7 separate regions of the Mus musculus genome follow, and all the other regions are linked to region 1. A link is a contact called in public capture Hi-C and promoter capture Hi-C data. All regions are on one chromosome and are shown on one strand. Each heading gives the region's core, a stretch centred on a gene start, on an enhancer-like site or on the middle of the called end of the contact. The rest is flanking DNA. Distances are from core to core; before and after follow the strand shown.

The links. Promoter capture Hi-C pulls out the DNA fragments that hold promoters and counts their contacts. Capture Hi-C pulls out chosen DNA fragments and counts their contacts.
Region 2: a contact with region 1 is called in a promoter capture Hi-C map of liver, with 2.0 times the contacts expected there. The contact joins the promoter of H3c15 here to the promoter of Tars2 in region 1. A contact is called at or near these places in 2 of 39 promoter capture datasets (liver and pre-B cells).
Region 3: a contact with region 1 is called in a capture Hi-C map of macrophages, with 2.6 times the contacts expected there. The contact joins the promoter of Prune1 here to the promoter of Tars2 in region 1. A contact is called at or near these places in 3 of 39 promoter capture datasets (embryonic stem cells, hippocampal neurons and liver), 2 of 115 datasets of contacts at active chromatin or transcription factors (cardiomyocytes and craniofacial prominence) and 3 of 9 other capture datasets (liver, macrophages and pancreatic islet).
Region 4: a contact with region 1 is called in a promoter capture Hi-C map of pancreatic islet. The contact joins the promoter of Bola1 here to the promoter of Tars2 in region 1.
Region 5: a promoter capture Hi-C map of fetal liver shows a contact between it and region 1, with 5 times the contacts expected there. The contact joins the promoter of Sf3b4 here to the promoter of Tars2 in region 1. A contact is called at or near these places in 5 of 39 promoter capture datasets (fetal liver, hematopoietic stem and progenitor cells, liver and 1 more), 1 of 484 Hi-C or Micro-C datasets (embryonic stem cells), 2 of 115 datasets of contacts at active chromatin or transcription factors (effector CD8 T cells and embryonic stem cells) and 2 of 9 other capture datasets (adipose tissue and pancreatic islet).
Region 6: a contact with region 1 is called in a promoter capture Hi-C map of stem cell-derived epiblast-like cells, with 2.4 times the contacts expected there. The contact joins the promoter of Arnt here to the promoter of Tars2 in region 1. A contact is called at or near these places in 9 of 39 promoter capture datasets (the C10 cell line, cranial neural crest, frontonasal cranial neural crest and 5 more) and 3 of 9 other capture datasets (adipose tissue, liver and macrophages).
Region 7: a promoter capture Hi-C map of liver shows a contact between it and region 1, with 2.5 times the contacts expected there. The contact joins the promoter of Vps45 here to the promoter of Tars2 in region 1. A contact is called at or near these places in 6 of 39 promoter capture datasets (cranial neural crest, hippocampal neurons, liver and 2 more), 3 of 484 Hi-C or Micro-C datasets (CD4 T cells, the G1E-ER4 cell line and muscle stem cells), 1 of 115 datasets of contacts at active chromatin or transcription factors (effector CD8 T cells) and 1 of 9 other capture datasets (embryonic stem cells).

What each region holds. Positions count from the first base shown.
Region 1 is chr3:95,753,495-95,756,551 of GRCm38.p6, forward strand. Tars2 (threonyl-tRNA synthetase 2, mitochondrial (putative)) reads right to left here and starts at 1,483. Exons shown (of 18, transcript NM_027931.3): 1 at 1,264-1,483; 2 at 825-1,021. The coding sequence starts at 1,344.
Region 2 is chr3:96,237,562-96,240,618 of GRCm38.p6, forward strand. H3c15 (H3 clustered histone 15) reads right to left here and starts at 1,566. Exons shown (of 1, transcript NM_054045.4): 1 at 918-1,566. The coding sequence starts at 1,380. The coding sequence ends at 970. H2ac19 (H2A clustered histone 19) reads right to left here and starts at 2,813. Exons shown (of 1, transcript NM_178212.3): 1 at 2,218-2,813. The coding sequence starts at 2,689. The coding sequence ends at 2,297.
Region 3 is chr3:95,280,490-95,283,546 of GRCm38.p6, forward strand. It overlaps Prune1 (prune exopolyphosphatase), which reads right to left and starts at 1,587. Exons shown (of 8, transcript NM_173347.2): 1 at 1,096-1,587. The coding sequence starts at 1,134. Mindy1 (MINDY lysine 48 deubiquitinase 1) reads left to right here and starts at 2,446. Exons shown (of 10, transcript NM_199475.1): 1 at 2,446-3,057.
Region 4 is chr3:96,196,108-96,199,164 of GRCm38.p6, forward strand. It overlaps Bola1 (bolA-like 1 (E. coli)), which reads right to left and starts at 1,479. Exons shown (of 2, transcript NM_026975.2): 1 at 1,443-1,479; 2 at 481-1,172. The coding sequence starts at 1,169. The coding sequence ends at 756.
Region 5 is chr3:96,170,924-96,173,980 of GRCm38.p6, forward strand. Sf3b4 (splicing factor 3b, subunit 4) reads left to right here and starts at 1,583. Exons shown (of 6, transcript NM_153053.4): 1 at 1,583-1,684; 2 at 2,048-2,176; 3 at 2,618-3,057. The coding sequence starts at 1,651. Mtmr11 (myotubularin related protein 11) reads left to right here. Exons shown (of 17, transcript NM_181409.3): 17 at 163-795. The coding sequence ends at 309.
Region 6 is chr3:95,432,933-95,435,989 of GRCm38.p6, forward strand. It overlaps Arnt (aryl hydrocarbon receptor nuclear translocator), which reads left to right and starts at 1,458. Exons shown (of 22, transcript NM_001037737.2): 1 at 1,458-1,629. The coding sequence starts at 1,605.
Region 7 is chr3:96,057,052-96,060,108 of GRCm38.p6, forward strand. It overlaps Vps45 (vacuolar protein sorting 45), which reads right to left and starts at 1,404. Exons shown (of 15, transcript NM_013841.3): 1 at 631-1,404; 2 at 1-63. The coding sequence starts at 723.

The sequences.
Region 1 (3,057 bases), core at 233-2,732:
CAATCTTAGCACATGGGAGACAGGGTTTCTCTGTGTATCCCTGGCTGTCCTGGAACTCACTTTGTAGACCAGGCTGGCCTCGAACTCAGAAATCCCCCTGCCTCTGCCTCTGCCTCTGCCTCCCAAGTGCTGGGACTAAAGTCGTGTGCCACCACGCCCAGCCTTTTTTTTTTTTTTTTTCTTTTAACAAGATGCTTTTCTGGGGGAGTAGGTGTGCATTCTTCCTCGGGAGTCAACAATCATGCCTTTAGAAGAGGGTCTTTCTTTGGCAAAGAGCATCGCCAGCAGGCTAGGTTGGCTGACCAGATTACACGCACATGTCACCACACCCTTTTTATTTTTAACCTGAAACTATTATTTCATTTATTTATGGGTGGGGCACACATGCTACAGTGTGTGTGTGTGTGTGGGGGGGGGGTCAGAGGACAATTTTTAGGAGTCAGTTTCCTTCCACAAATTCATATTTCAGGTCCTTATGCTTGTGTGGTAATCAATTAAATGACTGACTGACCCCCCCCCCCAACCCTAACCCCCTCCCTGCCCAAAGACTACACCTTTCTGATGGGAAACAAAGAAAAAGAAAAAATGTAGCGGGACAATGGTGGCGCATGCCTTTAATCCCAGCACTTGGGAGACAGAGGCAGGCGGATTTCTGAGTTTGAGGTCAGCCTGGTCTACAGAGTGAGTTCCAGGACAGCCAGGGCTACACAGAGAAACCCTGTCTCGAAAAACCAAAGAGAAACAAAAAGATGCTTTCATTTTCTGACCGGGTGCAGAAAAGGACAGAAAAATAATTCTTGTAGGTAGAAAGGCTGGCTTGATACCTGATCTGATGGGCCAGTTGGTAAGGGGTTGTGTTCCATGCAACAGCATCTACCTTCTGGCCTTCAGGAAGTGATATCTTAATAGCCCGGGCTTTCTTCTGTGTCATACTTGCTAACTTTTTCACGTGAGCGGTCCATAGCTCCTCAAAAAGGCCAAATCGTTCTGCCAACCAATGTGGAGGAGTTGGTGCAGAGGCCTGGAGGAAAAGGCACGTTAGGAGGTATCGCGGGCTTATTTCCACTACTCCGGAATGGGGTCGTAGGGGTTATGGGTGTTTAAGAAGCATTGGTTTTAAGGTGGAAACTGGGTGACACTAGGTCTTAATTTGGGGATTCAAAGGAACCGCACATTTCCGAGTGGGGCAGCAGGGTCCAGGAGGGGCTGGACAGCCTGCCCCCTTGGACTCCGCTGGGCTAAATGGTTGGGAGCTTGGCGTACCTCACGCACGGTGTGGAGCTCGCAGCGGCGGAACTCTGGGAGTGGGAACCCAAGCCGGCGCCACCTCAGACAGAGACCCATGCTGTCTCAAATCGGTACCTCCATGCTCCGATCACCGCTTCTTCCTCACCAGGCTCCTCATTGGCTTCTAAGTCAGTAATATCCTTTCCTATTGGATAACATAGCCGCCATTCCGGCCGGGCACCACCCCCAGGAACTCCGCTGAGGTAGAACCCACACAGCAGCAGCCGCTCTGGGAAAGGTTCCGGTTGACCGGAAAGTGGAAGCTGTTGCACACACCTGCAGTCTGGGTTCCCAAAGTGACAAGAAGGCATCCAACTTTGAGGACAGGGCATACCTCCTGGGGCAAGAATGAGAGAAAAACAGGAAGTGGAAGTTAGTCATTTTCCTTTAATTATAAAATTTATTAAACATTCTTAAAGCTGACAAGAAACAAGTACAGACACTGGAACTAAACATTTAGTGTAAATCCTGGATCTGGCATTAAGTAGTTTTTTTTTTTTTAAGTAAACTTTCTGTAATCTCGATTTTTTAATCTATAAAACAAGAATAAAAATATATGTTCCATTCTGAAGGTACATTTTGTGTAAATTGCTCATCTCGGTGCTTGGTATATGATAATTAGCACCAGCAGCAAGACACTGGTTTTGTTGTTGTTTTTGTTCTCTTTTTCCCCTAGGCTGTCCTGGAACTCACTCTGTAGACCAGGCTGGCCTAGCACTCAGAAATCCACCAGCCTCTGCCTCCCGAGTGCTGGGATAAAAGGCGTGCACGCCCACTGCCCGGCTTGCAAGACACTGTTATTACCACTGAATGTAACAACTCTAAGACTATCTTGGTGGTCATTCCTTTGCAGTCGTGGTGGAGGGACTTTAGAGACCTCTTAATGTCACAGATGTGGAATTTAATCAATCAATCATTATTGCGTGTGTGTGAAGAATCTTTGAAGGCGTGGGCGGCACAGTTTTGTAGGTCACATGCTACCTTTCTGTGGCCACTTCTGTCCTTTCACTTTACATGGGTCTTAGGGGTCAAAGTCACGTTGCCAGGCTTGGGCAGTAAGTACCTGTTATCTGCTGAGCCATCTTACAGGTCTCAGATGTGGAATTCAAAGATTACAGAAGGTAGTTTAAGGTAAAAAACATGCGTGCCGATGAATCTGCAGTGTGCACTCTTCCAGCATACCTTGTTCTTTCCATAGTTTATTTCCAATAGACTCCCTGACCATCTTAGAGACATCCAACATCTTGTTCTCTGTTCCTTACATAAGCCTTTGGTCTCTCATCAGCACCCCACCTTCATCTTTCTTTATTCTTTCTTTGATCTCTCTCCATTAAATCTCAGATGCAGGGCTAGACATATTAGCTTTACACAGTAAAAACAGAAACACGGTCAGATGTGTGGAGAAGCATAAAGGGAAATGAACTTATTAGCACCCTTATTAACTCAAGTAGTCCCTCACCTGGGGGTGGGGACACTTAGTCCATTCCCAGATTGCAGTGGTGATGGGATCATGGGGTCTTGTGGAAGAGTTGTCAGAACAAGCTGCTTAACCTAGGCTTCCAAAGCCCAATGTTCGTTCTGCCTGAGGAGGGCAGCTGACTTGAGTCATAGGCCACTCTGGGGCTCCATCTTCTGATATGTTAGACATCCTGAAATACAAAGAAAGAGACAAGGCTGTGGGGAGGAAGATAGTGTGTGTGTGTTCTTGTGGTCAGAGTGCAACATTCACAAAAAATGGCAATGGCAGACCTAGATTTTTTTGTGGCACTA
Region 2 (3,057 bases), core at 316-2,815, 480 kb after region 1:
TGATGGACCAAAATCACTTAGTTCTAAGAACTTTTGGGCCCAACCTTTGAGGCAAAGCTCAGTAAGATGCTGGGGACAAATGGGCTGTCTCCACACAGCTTTAACTATTGCTAGTTTGCTCTCTGGAAGTTTCCGGCAGAAACCGAAAGGAAGGTCCATGACAGTGATCTCCATAAGGTATTTACTGTGCTCTTGAGTCTCAGGTCCGACACCCACCCCTGCAAAGACTGTCCTCACGCTAAGGAATTGTAAAGGGATTCCCCTTTGATATCCAGTGTATTTCGGTCCAGAAAGGTGCCTGCCAAAGTGGGAAGGGGGGAATGGAGTTGTCATTTTGAAGTAAATTAATAGGAGTAAGAGGAAAAACTACCCAATTGCCATTGAACCATATCATAGCAATAAATGCTGAATCCCAAGTAGCTAGCAGGTCTTCTAATCAAGTGTTAGAGAACAAAGCTTTATCACTGGATATTACTCATAGTCCACTTACCACCGACGTTGAGCCCCGTAAGCCTCAGACATTGCATTAAATGAGCAACAATAATCTTCAGTCGTCCAGAAGTCTGGTGATGTAATTATGAGCTGTAAGCTAGATCTCAGCCTTCAGCTACTTACAAAGCCTTCTCTGCTCCAGCTGGGTAGGAACATTACATAGTATCCACCAAGCCCCAACCCTCCGTAAGATTATCCCCTCCCCTTAGACTGAGGTGGTGAACCTACTTCGGGTTAACAAGCTAGGAGTCTGAATAAGACCGCAATTAACGTTAAACAACTTACACTAAGGGCATTCAAACCTTCCTTGAAAGCAACCATTATGTAGACATAACAGGTATAAGTCAGATACCAACCTAGAGCTATGGAGCGGGATAATGTGCGGACAAAGCTCTAAGCGAAGTAAACAGCTCTTTCCGGGAAGCTGTGGTGGCTCTGAAAAGAGCCTTTGTGGGGAATGGATGGGAGACAGGGCGCTTAAGCGCGCTCCCCACGGATGCGGCGGGCCAACTGGATGTCCTTGGGCATGATGGTGACGCGTTTGGCGTGGATGGCGCACAGGTTGGTGTCCTCGAACAGCCCCACCAGGTAGGCCTCGCTCGCCTCCTGCAGCGCCATGACGGCCGAGCTCTGGAAGCGCAGGTCCGTCTTGAAGTCCTGCGCGATCTCGCGCACCAGGCGCTGGAACGGCAGCTTGCGGATCAGCAGCTCGGTCGACTTCTGGTAGCGCCGGATCTCCCGCAGCGCCACGGTGCCGGGCCGGTAGCGGTGCGGCTTCTTCACGCCGCCCGTGGCCGGGGCGCTCTTGCGGGCGGCCTTGGTGGCCAGCTGCTTGCGCGGGGCCTTGCCGCCGGTGGACTTGCGGGCAGTCTGCTTCGTACGGGCCATGGCGAAGACGGAAGACACCCAAACGAGGAGCACTCGGGGACCTGATACCGGCCCGAGCCGGCCGCCTTTATAGGCGCAGTCTTCCCCGCGGCGGGGCGGAGACAGCGACTTGAAACTCCCGCGCTGCCGCGCCATTGGCCGTGGCGTCACCGGCCCCGACCTCGCCCATTGGCTCGGGCCCGCCACGCCACCTGACCCGCCCCCACCCGCCCCCCACGTCCAGCCCCGCGCCCGGTCCACTTGCCAACGTTCTGCGAGGGTGGAGCCACGTCTGGCAGCTGCCCGTAGAGGGCGGGTCCCGGCTCTGCCCAAGAGGAGCTCGCGCGCCCCCGCCCGCCGCCCAAAGTCCCAGGGCAGAACTAATCTAGTGTTTGTGCAGCACCGCCCAGCCACAGCCACAGTCCCAGCCCCAGTCCCCCATGATCCCTAGAGCCGGCCGCGTCCAGTCCTCGCGGGACACCTCCTCCTCCTAGACATTCCCCAAGGACCGGACGAGAGCGCGGCTGACTGCGACTTATGTCTAGATTGGCCTAGACGTCCTAGTTGAGTCTTAGTCCTGGGAAGGGTCAGGCGGGTGGACGCTGAGTGAGGGACAGTGTTGTGTAGGACAAGGGTGTGGGCAGATAGGGGCTAAATGCTTGGGACGGTCAGCGAGAACCGCGTATCCGCTCCGCCGAGGCAGGGCATGAACCAAAGAGCGACAACAGACTAACTACCAGGGGGAACCACGGGCAGGATGGGCAAGGAAGCAGAGGACACGACACTCTTACTTTTGGGGCAGGGCCAGGAAAGGCCACCAAGACCGGCTACCGTGACACAACTCTTTATCTGATTCAGTGGGTGGCTCTGAAAAGAGCCTTTTTAGGAGCTCGCGGGGGTTATATCACAGAGACGCGGGCCGACGCGAGCAGTGGCCTCACTTGCCCTTCGCCTTATGGTGGCTCTCCGTCTTCTTGGGCAGCAGCACGGCCTGGATGTTGGGCAGGACGCCGCCCTGCGCGATCGTCACTTTGCCCAGCAGCTTGTTGAGCTCCTCGTCGTTGCGGATGGCCAGCTGCAGGTGGCGCGGGATGATGCGCGTCTTCTTGTTGTCGCGGGCCGCGTTGCCCGCCAGCTCCAGGATCTCGGCCGTTAGGTACTCCAGCACCGCCGCCATGTATACCGGCGCGCCGGCACCCACACGCTCCGCGTAGTTGCCCTTGCGCAGCAGCCGGTGCACACGCCCCACCGGGAACTGTAGCCCGGCCCGGGAAGACCGCGACTTGGCCTTGGCGCGGGCCTTGCCTCCTTGCTTGCCACGACCGGACATCACGAAAGCGCAAACAGACGAACGGCCACAACCAGGAAACGGTACTCCGGCGCCGACGCCTCACCCTTTTATAGACGCAGACCCGATTGTCCGCCCGACGCTCTCATTGGCTCACACGCGTCCTGACGCCGTGGCCAATAGGAGCGCGCGGACAGAAGCCTCTCATTTACATAAGACCGGCTCCCTCGCCCCGGCGCCGCCCTGGAACGCGCGAATCACGACGCGCGTGCTCGGTGGCTTCATTTGCGTGCGGCCGTCGTTGCGACACTCCGCGGGTCGCCGGGCGGCTGGGCTTGCTCGCTGTTTCTCCTGCTCTGGAAGCTGGCAAAGTGTGCCCTGCATCCAAGAGGGCCTGAGTTAATCACTTA
Region 3 (3,057 bases), core at 337-2,836, 470 kb before region 1:
AGCATTGAAAATGTAATACCTAATTAAAAAAAAAAAAAGAATATTCGTTTATCCACGAAGCTGGATCTCCAGCAGAATTAGGGGACTTTCAGGGTTTGTTAAAGAATAGAGTCTATTGCCCAGAGGATTGTTTTGTTCTGTTTCTGTCGTTGTGGGTTTTTTGTTTTTTGGGTTTTTTTTCTCCCAGTCCAGACCTGGCCTGAACTGAAGTCTCAGCCTCCTCTGAGTTGGAACTAGAGGCCTGTGGCTACCATACCGAGCTAAGTTATTTGAAAGGAAGATGCCTATCTGTTTCTTCAGGGGCAGAGAAACTTACAGCAGGGGGCCAGGTGACTTGGAGCCTTTAAAGGGAAGAGCGACCTAATGCCACACAGCCTGTCAACACAGCTGGGCGAGTCCAGCTGGTTCAGGAAGCACCAAAAATAAGCTACAAAGAATTCAGGGCCGTGCTTATGGTTTAGATTCCAAACACACTTTGTGTTTATCCCTTACCAAGGAGGCGGTATTTTTACGTGTGTGTGTGTGTGTGTGTGTGTGTGTGTGTGTGTGTGTATGCGCACGCGCCTGCATTAACACTAAAGGAGAACACTGGAAGCAAAGGAATGTAAGTTGTGGGTCAACATATATGCCTGATGAATTATTCTGTATATTTGGCATAAAAACAAAGATTTAAAGTAAAACACCACGACCGCCTCTACCTAGGAGGGAAAAAAAAAAAAGGCAAACCGCCATTCAGAGGCAATAAAGCGGTGCACCCAGTGCCCTCCACTCCCAGAGGTTCACCTGGACCCAGTGGGCTGAAGCCCGCTTGCGGGAGGGAAACTGAGAGGGGCGGGGAGAAGGGAGAGACACACCTCGCCGGGCGAGGCTGGCGGCCGCCGCACAGGTTCTGCCGAAGGACCCGACTCAAGCAAACCAAGAGACTCCTTTCTCCGGGCTCTCCCGCCTATGGCCGAAGGGCTTGGTCCTCTAGCTCCCCCGCGTCCATCTCTGTGATCCCTCCACACCGACCGTCCGGGCTCCCCAGATCCCACACCTTCGTCCTTCCCAGACCCCACGCTGCATTCCTTTCGGTCACGGACTGGGACCCGTTACCTGCAAAGCGGCTCGACAGTCCTGCAGGTAGTCCTCCATGGTAAAGCCCGAGGTGTGCCGTTGCCCCTCAGCCAGGAGAGGTAACCCGGCAGAATGTACCCCGCCCTAGACCTAGGGTCTAGAGCCGAGAGTCAGGGGGCGGGACTCGAACCCGCCACTAAAGGGTTCGGCCTCCGAACCCCAGGAGGAAGTGCGTAATCCGGCACTCCGGGAGTCCGGCGTTGCCCCGCCCCCCAGCGGCAGAGGCTGGGTTCTGAGCCCAAAGACTCATGGGACGTCAAGGAGGAGTATGGTATATCGCGGTGCCTCCTGGGAAATGTAGTCCAGCAGCTCGTGTTTGTCCTCAAGTGAGCAGTTTTCGGAGGGCTATGACATGCAAATTGTGTATGTGTCACAATAACTCGCCTTTATGGCATCTGAACTTGCAGATAGGACTAAGTATAGTACCTTTCCATATATTACACCGAAAATCTGTTCGAGATTGATGTAAATTAATCTCTCAATTTTTTTTAAAATACAAATTCTTTCTATCTAGCCCAACCTGTCTGGAATTTGTAATCTTTCTCCTCAGTTTCCTGAATACTGGATTCACAGGCCTGGTTTGGTTAGGACTTTAAATTACAACATTGCTGTACATATTATTTATTAAAATAGCTTCCCTGGTTAGGTGTTTTTTCTTTCTTTTTTTTAAATTCTCCCCTTTACCAAACTGACAAATCGTGATCAATGTGTTTGTTCACGATAGGAAAACATTACCATAATGTTTGACTTGTTTTCTTAAAACCTACTGTCGTGCCAACTCTTCCTCCTTCTTCATAGCCTTTCTTCTACAGCCTGAGCAAATACTCCTCATTCATGGGCTGTTGCAACCGTGACTTTGCTTCCTGGGTCTCTGTTGCAACAGTTCTCTCGGCTTTCCGAGTTGCTTGAAGCCTTATCCTTTGGCCGTCACATCAATAGAGTTTAGAGGAGCCTTCAGAACCTAAGGCTGGGTTCCAACATCCCTTAACTGCCACTTGCGTGTCCCAGGGCAGACTACTTGGGGGGAAAATGTCCCTTCATCATAACATGTTCCCTCATTTTTTAATCTATCCCCAGATCGTCCTGCTTCTCGGGGAGGTGAGAAGAGGCAGAAGAGCGTCTTCCTCGCCCCCGACCAGGTACACAGCTGAACCAGTTTCATTCCTAGCCTTTCAAAAAAAGCATACGGGGAAGAAGGGAAGCCTTGGGAAAGAGCTCAGGGGCTCCAGAAAACCAGGAGTGGGAATTTTCTTTCTTATTGAACGAGTACATATGCAAACACAACGCCCTTCCGCCCTGCTTTCTTGGCTCCAGAGCAGAGGGCTGCGGCGGGCATCCAGGGAGGTCTAATCAACAGCCGCTGTCCCGCCCTGCTCCTCCGGGCTCTGCCAGGCCGCTTGCTTTTCCCGGTTCTCACCAGAGAGGCACACGCGCTCCGTCCCTTCCAGCGGCAGGCGGAGGGAAGAGAAAGGGTCTGTTGTTTTTCTCTCTTCCTTTCTGCGGCTCACCGGGCTGCTGACCGGCTCAGACAGCCCTGATGGAAATCCTCGGTAGCTGAGCAGGCCCCTCCTCCTCCTCCTCCTCTAGGGACCGCGTCCTTGGCTAATTTGTCTTTGTCCGGACAGGGGGAAAAGAGGGACAGAGAGAAGAAAAAGAAAAACCACAAACTTCCTTTGAAAGCCAGTTTGTAGGCACGGCCTGGAGCGCACGCCGGAGGCTCGGTGACTCGGGAATCCTGAAGACTCTGGGAAGCCAGGCGGGACCGCCTGCGCTGTGCCTTGCTTGTCCTCGGCCCCGACCCTGCTCCAGCGTCCCCCGTATTGGGCGTGTGTCCGGAAGTGGCAGCGACCCAGGCTGGACGCCGCGAGAGTAAACCCGTGTCAAGCCGTGTAAGCTCTGGGGCTGACAGCTGGGAGGCGGCTGGCGCAGTCGGCGCCCCTC
Region 4 (3,057 bases), core at 229-2,728, 440 kb after region 1:
TCCAGAAGGGGGCGCCACATCTCATCACGGATTGTTGTGAGCCACCATATGATTGCTGGGAACTGAACTCAGGACTTTCGGAAGAGCAGTCAGTACTCTTAACCACTGAGCCATCTCCATTCCCCAAACCTAGCCAATGTTTATTTCGGTTCTTTTCCTGCTTCAAATGCAGGAATTCCCTCTTTTCCGGGTTAATTTTGGTATCCTTGCAAAACCCAGATAGTTCACTTCCTCACAAATCCCTTCTCTAGCCTACAGGTAATTTTCTTCTCATAAGAACGTCTGTAGGGACCTAACAGCTGTGTAAACCTGATGGCCTCTCTGAGTTCAATTCCAGAACCATGCAACTGGGGGAGGAGTAACTCCGAAAATTACTCTCTGACACCCAAGTGCGCAGTGGTGTTATGCAACCTCCCCCAGCCCCCATATGCACTAATGATGTGTAGCTCCAATTTAACAGGTATTAAGAGCACCGTTTGACCTCATGCACCAGCTTCTCTTTTATTATCATGGCCCTTTCCGATTCATCAGGACCTTTCTCTAGTCTAGCCCAGGCAAGGGCAAGAGGGAGGGAGTGGCTGCTCTCTCCCTGGGCTAGCTTAGCTTTCACCAGAGGTGTCTTTGCCTCTGCATGGTGTTCATTAGCAGAAAAGGCAGAGCTCCTGGTCCGTACAAATCAAGGAATAAGGTAGTAGTGATGTAGTAGTTTATTCTCAGTCGACCCATTCGGATCGTTCTCCCAATCCAGGTATTTATTAAGAGGTCCCTCGAGTTTTCTTGCTCCCACCTAGGCAGGGGGGACTAATGTCCAACTGTGGGTTTTCTCTCCACTGGGCGGGGGTCTTCGCCTGGATGGCCAGGGCATGTACCGGTCCAGCCAGCTCCTCCGACAGTGCCTCGTGGACCAACCGGTGCCGTTGCAAGGGGCTCATCCCCTCGAAACGAGAGCTCACCACCGCCACGCGAAAATGCGTCTCGCTGCCTGCTGGGACTGCGTGGCCACCGCTCTCGTTGCGCAGCTCCAGTACCTCGGGGCTCAGGGCTTGCTCCAATTTGGCGCGAATAGCGGCTTCCACTGGTCCTGCAGCCGCAGATCCCGCGCTGCCCCGCGATACACACGAGCGCGTGGCCATGGAGACCATGCACTGGGCCGATCGCGCACTTAGCATTCGCTGCGGAGAAACGAAGGACACGGGACTGAGTCCACACACCCTGCCCACGCACCCCAGACAAGCACACCCTGGAACCGCCTCTACTCTGCGTGGCGGGTTAACGCGGCTTCTACGCCGGTAGCGGAGAGACAAAGGCGATTGAGCGGCCAGAGCGCTAGGCACTAAGGGCACTGGGAAAGCATGGCTGGGAGCTGAAAAATGGAAAATGTACAACTTGGTCCTTTTGGCTGAGTCAGAGCCCTATCGTCTCTCCGAACCCTAGGGTGGTACCTTTGTACTTGCTGCGCAGCCTGCTGTACCACCGCTTGATCTAACAACCGAATTTCCGGTCGGACCACGCAAACGCCGCGTCAGGAGGCTCGCTAGGAAACGCAGTCCGGTTGCGTCTGGCAGGCGTTACCCAGTACCCAGAGGTTTTATGGGAATTGTAGTCCCTGCTTCTCCCGACCGGTAAAATCCTGCAAAGTCGGGAAATTAGAGCAATAAAAACAAAAGTGTTTCCTGTAAATTTAAGATGGTTGCACCAGATTTGTAGCTTCTTGATCTATAACCCAAATAGCTTAAGTCATTTGTATGTAATTAATAAAAAAAGAAGTCTCATGTAGCCCAGGTTGGCCTTTACCACTCTAGAAATGTCCATTATTTCCTGATCCTCCTGCCTCTACCTCCTACCTGCTGGGATTACTGTCCTGGGTTATTGATAGAGTGCTTCCATAGCAAAAACAGATTCTTATGAGATTACAGCGGACCTTGCTCAATTCAGAGGGGAATGTCTGCTGGGACAGTTTTCTTCCCAAGATAATCTGTCCTGCCCCAAACAGAGAATTCCAGTGAGAAGGAAAATGAAGATCGTCACACAGTTCCCTAAGAGCTGCACTAACTTGCCTTGCCCCCGCGCGCTTCTGTGTAGGACCCCAGCTTTGTTCCTTTCGGAGATTCCTTTGTTCCTGAGAGAGATAGAATAAAGACAGCCCTGCTCTCAGAGTTTACAAAGCACTAGAGAAATAGTCATAATGTTCATTGTGATACCGTGTGTCAAGTGTGTGGTGGAAATACACACAGTTTACTGTAAGCATATTACCTACACGTGAGGACCAAAGAAATGACAAGAGACTTCTTAGAGCAGTGTAGGAGAAACAAGAAGACCACTTTCTCACCTCATTTGGTCAGGATGTGGTAACTGAATGAAATCAGCACATGACTGCAGTCTCCCCTCCCCTAGCCTGAAACCTGCTTGCTCAGGGGTGGAGCTTCCTGCTCATTCGTTCTGCCACGCCCACTGCTGGAACCTGCGGAGCCACACACGTGCACCTTTCTACTGGACCAGAGATTATTCCGCGGGAATCGGGTCCCCTCCCCCTTCCTTCATAACTAGTGTCGCAACAATAAAATTTGAGCCTTGATCAGAGTAACTGTCTTGGCTACATTCTTTTCTCTCGCCACCTAGCCCCTCTTCTCTTCCAGGTTTCCAAAATGCCTTTCCAGGCTAGAACCCAGGTTGTGGTCTGCTGGCCGGACACAACACATGACCACTCCAAGGAATGGCTGAGGCAGTTCCTACTCTGTGTGTGAGGGAGAACACAGCCAGAGGCATCTGGAAGGGTCTAGTGCAGGAAGAAAATAGAGCAAGCTAAACAGCAGACTGAACAGGGCTATGAAGGGAGAGGAGGGGAGGGAGAGTGAGAGATGGAGAGAGAGAGAGAGAGAGAGAGAGAGAGAGAGAGAGAGAGAGAGAGAGAGAGAGAGAGAGAGAGAGAGAGAGAACCAGAGCCAGAGCCAGAGTCAAGAGAACCAAGAAAGCTCATGGCCAAAATGGCTGGGTTATATAGTATAGGAGTCAGAAGCTGGAGAAGGGAAGGGAAGCCCTGAGCTGGAGCAGTTTGGA
Region 5 (3,057 bases), core at 333-2,832, 420 kb after region 1:
GATCTCTGAGTTTGAGCTAGTTCCAGAACAGACAGGGCTACACAGAGAAACCCAACTGGAAAAACAAAACAAACAAAACAAAAAACAGAAAAGGGGGAAAAAAAAGGAACCAGGAAGCAAGCCCTGTAACAGTCTTCCTCTGTGCGCTTTGCCCCTCCCCAGATGGGCTCCTCAGCTCTCACAGTCTCTGCCCTTCAGGATGAGCTTTCTCACCTTCAGGAACTGTTAAGACAATGGACACCAAGAATATCTCCCGAGGACCAGAGCAAGAAAAGAGATCCGAATACCATCCTCTCTCAGATCTGCTGAAACTGTTTGTTAGCGTCGTTCTCAGAGGCAGGGCAGGGGTCTCTGCTCATCTTCCTGTCTGACCTTGACGCCTCAGCTTTGGCATTCCAGTCTGCAGAGTTCACTTAGAAGGCCCGTTTCTGTAGCAGATGGTGGCGCTACCAACCTAAAGGTCTCCCGATTTGTTTGATTTCTGGGGCTATTTTCATTTCTTGTGATTTGAAAACTAAGAAACAAGACCAGTTCAGAATGTGATTGCCCCTTTTCCCAGGCAATTCTGTACCTTTTGGATGGCCGTCAAAACTGTGACATGAGAGACCCTTTTCATCAGTCCCAACAATGATGTCCTAGAGACCTCATTCGCAACCTCTCTACACTACTTTGAAATCTTTTCTTAGTCTTCTGTGGGAACGAGGTGAATAAGGGAGAAACCGTCTCCTCCCACTGTATATTTTCATAGCAGCGTTTCTATTTAAGGAGTTCATTAAAGCACAGTATTTCTACACATTGCTGGTATTTTCTTGTGTTGAATGAAGATCTCAGCAAAGCCGTGGGGGTGGAGGGGAGGGTGTGAACTGAGAAAAACACCCAAATTATTGTAAGGAAATAAAGGATCCAAGTCAGGCGTGGCCTGGAAGAAATACACATAAAATATGGGGGAAGGGGTCCGCACACCTTTTTTGAGACATGGTCTCTATGTGTCTATTAGGCCAGCTGGAACTCTGTTTTTTGAGACAGGTTTTCTGTGTGGCCATGGCTGTCCTGGAACTCGTTCTGTAGACCTGGCTGGCCTTTAACTCAAGAGATCCATGTCTGCTCCTTAAAGCTTCGATACCAGCCCGCAACCCAACCCGGTTTCGTGTCCCAGATTTCCCAAGATAAGCGGAGATTTGACACTTAGGGGAAAACAAAATACCTCAGGCTCAAGTCTAGGCCGAGGGCGAGTCTGCACGAGCGTCGTGGACCTCACTAAATAATAGGTCGCTCCAGAAGGCAGTCCTGGCCCTGCACTTAGGACACAACTCTGCGTCACAGAACGTACAAAGCCTGGTTTTGCACTTGAATGTGCGTTTGGGGAGCCGTGTGAGCCTCTAACAGTCTGGAAGCATCCGGGGCTTTAGTTAACTGTGTCGAGACGGGCTGAGCACATCCGTTCCGCCCCGACTACAGCAGCAGCCCTAGAGCGCCTTTCCCTTCCGAAAGACAAGACTCCGACCCCTAAGATGGCCGCGATCGCTTCCGGCTCCTCCCCCCCCCCCCGGCGCCGGCCCCGCCCAACGTGAGCCTTGGCCCGGAAGTGGAAGTTGTAACTGAGGTCAGGGGGCGGTGCTGCTGCTTAGAGACGGCGGGAGCCCCTTCGCCATGGCTGCCGGACCGATCTCCGAACGGAATCAGGGTAATTGGGAGAGAAGAGCCCAAGATAGGAGCAGGGAAGTGGAGGGAAGATTAGTGCCGGAAGCGTTCCCCCTGGGGTGGTAGACGAGATCCCCCCCGGTGGGACACCGACCTCTGGGCACCTGGCTGGCCGCGAGGCCGGGTGCAGGCCGAGGCCTGTGAGAAGCGATGCTTCTAGATCAGCTCCCTCCACCAAGAAGACAAAAGCCTCCCGGGAGTACCGGACCAGCAAGAATGCCAAATTAGACGTAGCAGATTTTCTAGATGATGGTGGCAGAGGGAATTTCAGGGCTTTAGGCGACGGTTTTTGGTTTTTGTCTTCTTTTTCACTGCCGACTCCTCATCGCCTGCTTCTTCCCTTTAGATGCCACGGTGTACGTGGGCGGTCTGGACGAGAAAGTGAGTGAGCCGCTGCTGTGGGAGCTCTTTCTCCAGGCAGGGCCAGTGGTCAACACCCACATGCCCAAGGACAGAGTCACTGGCCAGCACCAGGGTGAGTAGGGTACGGGGCAGGAATCAGCCCTGGAGAGGGTTAACCGGCCCCGAAGAGGCTCAGCCGCTAGGCACAGCGCCTTTGGAATGAGCAACCTAAAGATTGCTTTCTCCTTCAGCTTCAATTCCCAGTTTCTGGAATATTTTCTCTTAGCTCTAGTTTCTGGAACCATTCTCAACCATTCTCTGTGTAGTCCTGGCTGTCCTAGATCTTGCTCTGTAGACCAGGCTGGTCACGATCTTTGAGCTCCACCTGCCTCTGCTACGAAGTGGTGGCATTAAAAGCACGTGCACGTGCAGTCGCCCAGCTATTATCTATTATGTTCTTTGTGTTTGAAGGCTGGGGAGTTAATGTTTCATTTTGAGTCTCTTCCCCTGAATGATGGGTTTTTTTTGTTTGTTTGTTTTTTGTTTTGTTTTGTTTTTTTCATTGATTCCCCAGGCTATGGCTTTGTTGAATTCCTGAGCGAGGAAGATGCCGACTATGCCATTAAGATTATGAACATGATCAAACTCTATGGAAAGCCAATACGGGTGAACAAGGCCTCAGCTCACAACAAAAACCTGGATGTGGGAGCCAACATTTTCATTGGAAATCTGGACCCAGAAATTGATGAAAAGCTGCTTTACGATACTTTCAGCGCCTTTGGAGTCATCCTACAGACCCCCAAGATCATGCGGGACCCTGACACAGGCAACTCCAAGGGTTACGCCTTCATTAATTTTGCCTCCTTCGATGCTTCGGATGCAGCAATTGAGGCCATGAACGGGCAGTACCTGTGTAACCGTCCTATCACTGTGTCTTATGCCTTCAAGAAGGACTCTAAGGGTGAACGCCATGGCTCAGCAGCTGAAAGACTCCTGGCAGCCCAGAACCCGCTG
Region 6 (3,057 bases), core at 208-2,707, 320 kb before region 1:
TGAGACCTTGTTTCAAAGAACAAAATTACCCTCCTCCCCCCAGTCCACATATACATGGTGATGAATATAATAGACTTTGGGTGTTAGTTTCATTCACTTTGCTTCTCACTACTGGATTAATTTGCAAGGTGGCCTTTGTTTCATGTCTTTGGTTTTTGTTTGTTTTTGAGATAGTGTCTTTCTATATATAGCTCCTGCTGTCTTAGAACTCACTATGTAGACCAGGCTGGCATTGAACTCAGAGAAATTGGCCAGTCTCTGCCTCCTGAGTACTAGGATTAAAGGCATGCATCACTATGCCTGGATCTGTTTGTAGTTCTTTTTTTTTTTTAAATATATATTTTTAAGATTTATTTATTTATTTTATGTATATGAGTACACTGTAGCTGTACAGATGGCTGTGAGCCTTCATGTGGTTATTGGGTATTGACTTTAGGACCTCTGCTTGCTCCAATCAACCTCGCCCACTCCAGTTGGTCGGCTCACTCAGTTCCTGCTTTCTCTGGCCCAAAGATTTATTTATTATTCTAAATAAGTACACTGTAATTGTCTTCAAACACACCAGACGAGGGCGTTAGATCTCATTAGGGGTGGTTGTGGGCCACCATGTGGTTGCTGGGATTTGAACGCAGGACCTCTGAAAGAGCAGTCAGTGCTCTTACCCGCTGAGCCATCTCTCCAGCCCCTGCTTGTAGTTCTTGATTTGTAAAATTATAGAATTTATCTCACAGTGTTTTGAGTCGACATTGTCTGTTCTGAATTGCTCAGTTCTTATAATTAGACATTACGTCTGTGTGTTTACTACCTTGTCATTTTAAAAAAACTTGTGACATAGGACACCTCACTTTTGGAGGGCAGAGAAAGGGACTAGTTTCATTTTGTAGTACAGACTGGTCTTTGCATTCTGAGTTCTGGAATACTTGTTTAATAAAAATTCTTTGTTCGTTGTCTCCATTTCAAATGTTGGCATCTTTGGTACCACGTAATCACCCAGCTTTTTCCTACCAGCTTCAGAGCCAACTCTTAAGAATTAGTTATCGGACTTTTACTAGTGACAAAAGTTCATAAAGAAAAAACAACCTAGAATGGATTAGTGATCCCTGTGTTAGAACCTATAAAGAGGGTTTGCATAACAAATCGTCTGTAGGAAGCATATGCTGATGAGCCCACTAAGAAAGAAAACATTTTAGTAAAATGCTCGTTTTCTTTGCATTTCACTGACGTCAATTTGGTTATGAATCTCTGACGCCGAGAAGGCCGGATTAGGGAAACAGCTGGTTGGCTTCCTAGCTCAGGCTTCCTAGCACTCCTCGGGTCACCGGACTCACTGGCCGAGTCACTAGCCCGGCCTCTATGGCGACTTACTGTTTCTATTGGCCAGTTCTCCCAGGGAGGCTGTCTGGAGACTGACCGCGCCCATAGTTTGGGGCGTGTCTTCTGCCCAGGATGGGGAGGGGGGTGGGCGTCCGCCATCTTGGATTCCGCGGTAGCGGTGGCGGCGGTAAGGTGCCTAATCTGCGGAGTGGCTCTTCCCTCCCCTCCCCCAGCTCGGTGGCGGCTGCCCCTCCCACCGAGGGTGGCGCAGGGACGGTGCCATCTCGACCATGGCGGCGACTACAGCTAACCCAGGTGAGGCGGCAGAAAGGACTGACAAGTGCGGAGAGCCAGAGCAGAGCAGCAGGGCCGTGGCGTTCGGGTGTTGGGGGAGGGGTGTCGAGGAGGCGCCCTGCCCGGAGGACCTGGGGAACGGGTGACGGGTGTTTGGGGGCTCCGTGCCCCAACTTCTGGAGTAGTGGTGGCGCTTGGCCAGCGTCTCCACTCTGCCTGCGGTGTTAGGGAGTGTTGTGGTCTTTTAACCCTCTGCCAGCTGATGTTCCCCTGATGCCTAGTAAGTAACTGGGCAAACTGACTTGGTGTAACTGCGAGCGTAAACTGGGCTATAGACGGGGCCACGTTGACGTTTTGCAAAGTCTTGCTTGATTCTACACTTGGTTTACATTTAAATGGAAAACTTAGTTCTTTGAGAATCTGCTCAGATTCTTGTAACTCCTATACTTTGAAATTTAGGGTTTTAGCGTAGTTATTAGTGTCTTGCTGCTGAAGGCAGAGGTTTGGGTAATGGTAATAGTTCAGGACAGGTCTTTAGTCCAGAACCCAGGTTTAAATCTTGTTAGGTCGAGGTGGAGCAACTCCTGTTCTTTCAGAAAAATGTCCCGCGCCATTTGTCTGTGGACGTCCTCTTGCTTGTTTGTCTGTCTGTCTCTGTCTCTCGTTCATCTTATTTTGAGTCTTGTCTCATTCCAGCCCCCGGTTGACTTTGGATCACTGCAGTCTCCCTCTCAGTCCTTTCTACTGTATTCAGTTACATCTTAGGAAGTATTTCATTTTAGTTGGGCTAATTTACCTTGTTATTTTCCAACAAAGTAAATCCATCATTTCCCAGAAGTCTGTATCATCGAAGAGTTTGGAGGGAGGGTTGTGTAATATTGGTCTCTGCTATTTCACATTGAACTTTTAAATTTTATCTTGTTAATGTACTATATTACAGTAACAGGGTACACACACGTATGTATATACATACACACAATAGCTGAAACACTGGGAAATGTATTGTTTTCCCATTATTTTTGGAAACAGCCTTTTTTTTTAAGAGAGAGAGAGAGAGAGAGAGAGAGAGAGTCCTAGAACTTATATGTAGCCCAGGTTGGCTTCAAATTCATGTGTCAATATCAACTTTAAAAAAAATATTTTTAAGCTTTAGAAATTATGTATATGATAATGTCTACTTGTGAGTGCAGGAATGGGAGGAGTCCAGAATAGGGTGTTGGATCCCCTGCAGCAAGAGTTTCAGGCAGTTGAAAGCCCCGTGATGTGGATGCTAGGAACTGACATTAGGTCCTAGAAGAGTAACACATACTCACAACTACTGAACCTTCCTTTCAGCCCCTGAATATCAGTTTTTTAAATCCTAAATTATTATTTTTTTTACATGAAGATGAAGTAAATTGTCAGGAAACTATTGGAATATTTGATGAATTATAGAATAAAACTATACAA
Region 7 (3,057 bases), core at 154-2,653, 300 kb after region 1:
GAAGAGGTATACTTCCTTCTGAAGAATCTCTGACTGTGTGTAGACCATACTCACTATACCAGTCTGTAAAGCAAAAGAACGAACTAAGATTATACTAGTCCGGACTAGTAAAAACATGCATCAATAGTTAAGCCTTTTGCCACTAATATTTGAGTAGGTAATTTAAATTCTAATATACAGAATAATATTTACCTAATATCCAAAACAGGCTGTAATGTGTTAGAATGAAAACCTACCACTCTCTCTGAACATGAACAACTCAGAAACTTCTAAAGAGGATCTTCACCATTCCTTTACAATTCCTTTTTTAAAGTTGTGGTCAACAAATAGCCTGTTATTTCAGCTGAACCCCAACAATTTACTTTTAAAAACAACGTTGAGTAAAGTCTTCCCTGTGTCGCCAGTAACAATTTCTTTGCAGACACTCTTTCAGGTGTAAGAAGTCTCTTGGCACCAGTTAGAGCTGGTTAGACTGCACACCCACTGGGAAAGCATTCTACAACTTTCCCAGTGCCAGACAGACTTGATCATCGTCATCAGTGAAATGCTAAGTTCTACAGCGGAACGGGGCCAGCAATTCTAAAGGAAGGGAGAGCTTCCTTTATAAATACTGAGCAAAAGCAAACTCACCGTTTCTTTATCCATGAGAAGTACCTTCATGCCCGGCCCGCTGTCCTCTATCATTTTGGAAATATACTGCTTCACAGCAAAGACCACATTCATGGTGGCGAATTGACAGGTGCCCCACAGCCCTTCCCACCCACTTTCCTGGCTGAATTAACCTCAGGCCTGTTGGGTCTCAGCTGCTTCCGGTCGCCAAAGCCTCGGCTTCCGGGAGTCCGGGTAGCTCCGATACTGGGAATTGTAGTTCCTCCGTGGAGTCCGGGACTCAGACTCAGCAGCTAAGCGACGGTGCCATTCCCGACGCTTCTCGGTAGGGAGTGGAAGGCAGCCTGTTTCCCCGAACCCGCGCTGTGCTGGCTTCTGGTCCTGAGTAGGGAAGCGCTTGGCGCACCGCGGGATACAGCTCTCTCGGACACTGTTTGCTGAGCATCTTTTCTGAAGCCCTCGCACGTCATCGTAGCACTGGGCAGGCTGGGGCAGCGGGGTCCCAGGTCTGTACTGCATAGCAAGTTCTCTGATAGCCCAGGCTAGGTTACAGAGGCAGCCCCGGTTTTCTAAAGTATCCAAACAAAGTAGCATCAAGAGACGGCATTTTGTATTTGGTAGGTCATAGAATGAGACTCAACTGGGTTTCCTAAAGAGAGAAGGGGAGCTGAAATTCATCACGTTTGTTGAATGAAGAAACAATGGGAACGCTATTTAGAGATGTTGTAGACCTTAGAGACCCCAGGAAGGCGCGGAGCTTCCACCCGCCCCCTACTCAGGACCGCTGGGACTGCGAGCTCGCGGCGCCCAAAGTACTGAATTTGGTTGGCTTTCAGGGACGCCGGGTTTCCAGGGCCCCTGCAATGGGCGGGGACAGTTAATTCATTGGGGCCGGAACAAAACCAACTTGAGAATTTAAAGGTAAACACATTTTTAATCTAAGAAGCAAGAACAATTAGCAATCAACTGGATCTTAAAGCTTCAGTTTCCAAAAAATTCAACAGATGACACACTATTATCACACTTCGGATCAAGGTGTTTTGTTCCTCACCTTCTTACAATAGAGAACTGTACAACCAGGAAGACAAATAACTGCAACAAATCATTGGCTATTAGTGCTTCAAATATTTACACCAAAATAATGACGTGTGTGAGATGTGAAACTGCAAAGGATCACCAGAGGTGAGAAGGAGATTTTAAGAGAGGGAGACCCGGATAGACATAGTATTGGAATACAAGGGAATGAATACAAGGAGCACAAAACAGACAGACTATTTAGTAGAGGAAGGGGACCAGGGAGCTTTAGGAACCGCGGGGTTAGGGGTAGAGGGGCTGGAGGCAGGAAAAAAAGGAAACACATTAGAATGAGATATTATTGTCATGTGTATAAATGCCATTATGAGACTCATTGAGAATGCTAATTTAAAAAATTAATTTAAAATCAACACAGCACCACTAAATACTAGTTTTTTCAACATACTGTAAGAAATATGCGGTTAAATAGAATAGAAGAACTTAATCGGGTTATGCAAATTATGCGAAGTTTCCAAATCCCTTGAGGAAGACTAGAAGTCACTTGAAATACAGGTATTTGTCACTTCTAAAATTGTGAAAATGTGTTCTTTTCAGTTTTCCAGTCAATAAATAAACCAGTAAATAAAACTTCCCATTGGGCACAGTACAGGTTTTGAGACTTTCTTTCTTCTTCCTTTTTGTTTGAATAAGGCTTTGCAATGTAACACGGGCTGACTTTGAACGCGTGACCCCTCAGTGTCTGCAGTGCTGGAGTTACTGGTGTGCATATGTTTTGACAGAAGCCTTAAAGCTTTATATTAAACGAGTCAGTGGGATATTAACTACACACAAATGAGATCTAATGTTATATACAATCCTGTTTTATCAGCAAAAAAGTTCATATATTATAGAAAACTGACTCATCAAAGAAAATAAAATTTACCCACAAATCTAGCAAGTTACTGGTATCTGAAAAATCACCATCACCCATGTTGCTTGGATTCTATTTCCTTACCTGGACTGTAATATAGTATGTCATATTTTTTCAACTTTCTGTATCTTAAAAAGAACAAGCCAGCAGTGGTGTCACACACCTTTAATCCCAGCACTCAGGAGGCAGAGACAGGCAGATCTCTGAGTTTGAGGCCAGCGGGGTCTACAGAGTGAGTTCCAGGACAGCAAGGGCTCTGTTACAGAGAGAAACCCTGTCTCAAAAAATAAAACAAACTGAACAAGAGACGAGGAGTAGAACAATGATTGTCCTTGAAATGGTGCCTTGTCAGATTACAATTGTAAGAAATGAGTGGAGAGAGTCCTTTTAGTTATTTGTATTCAGACAGATATGACTTTTTGAAAAAGAAAATACCTACTTTGACAAGCTTAAAATGTCTGACAATACCAAGTGTTGGAGACAGTGTGAGACAAGAATTCACA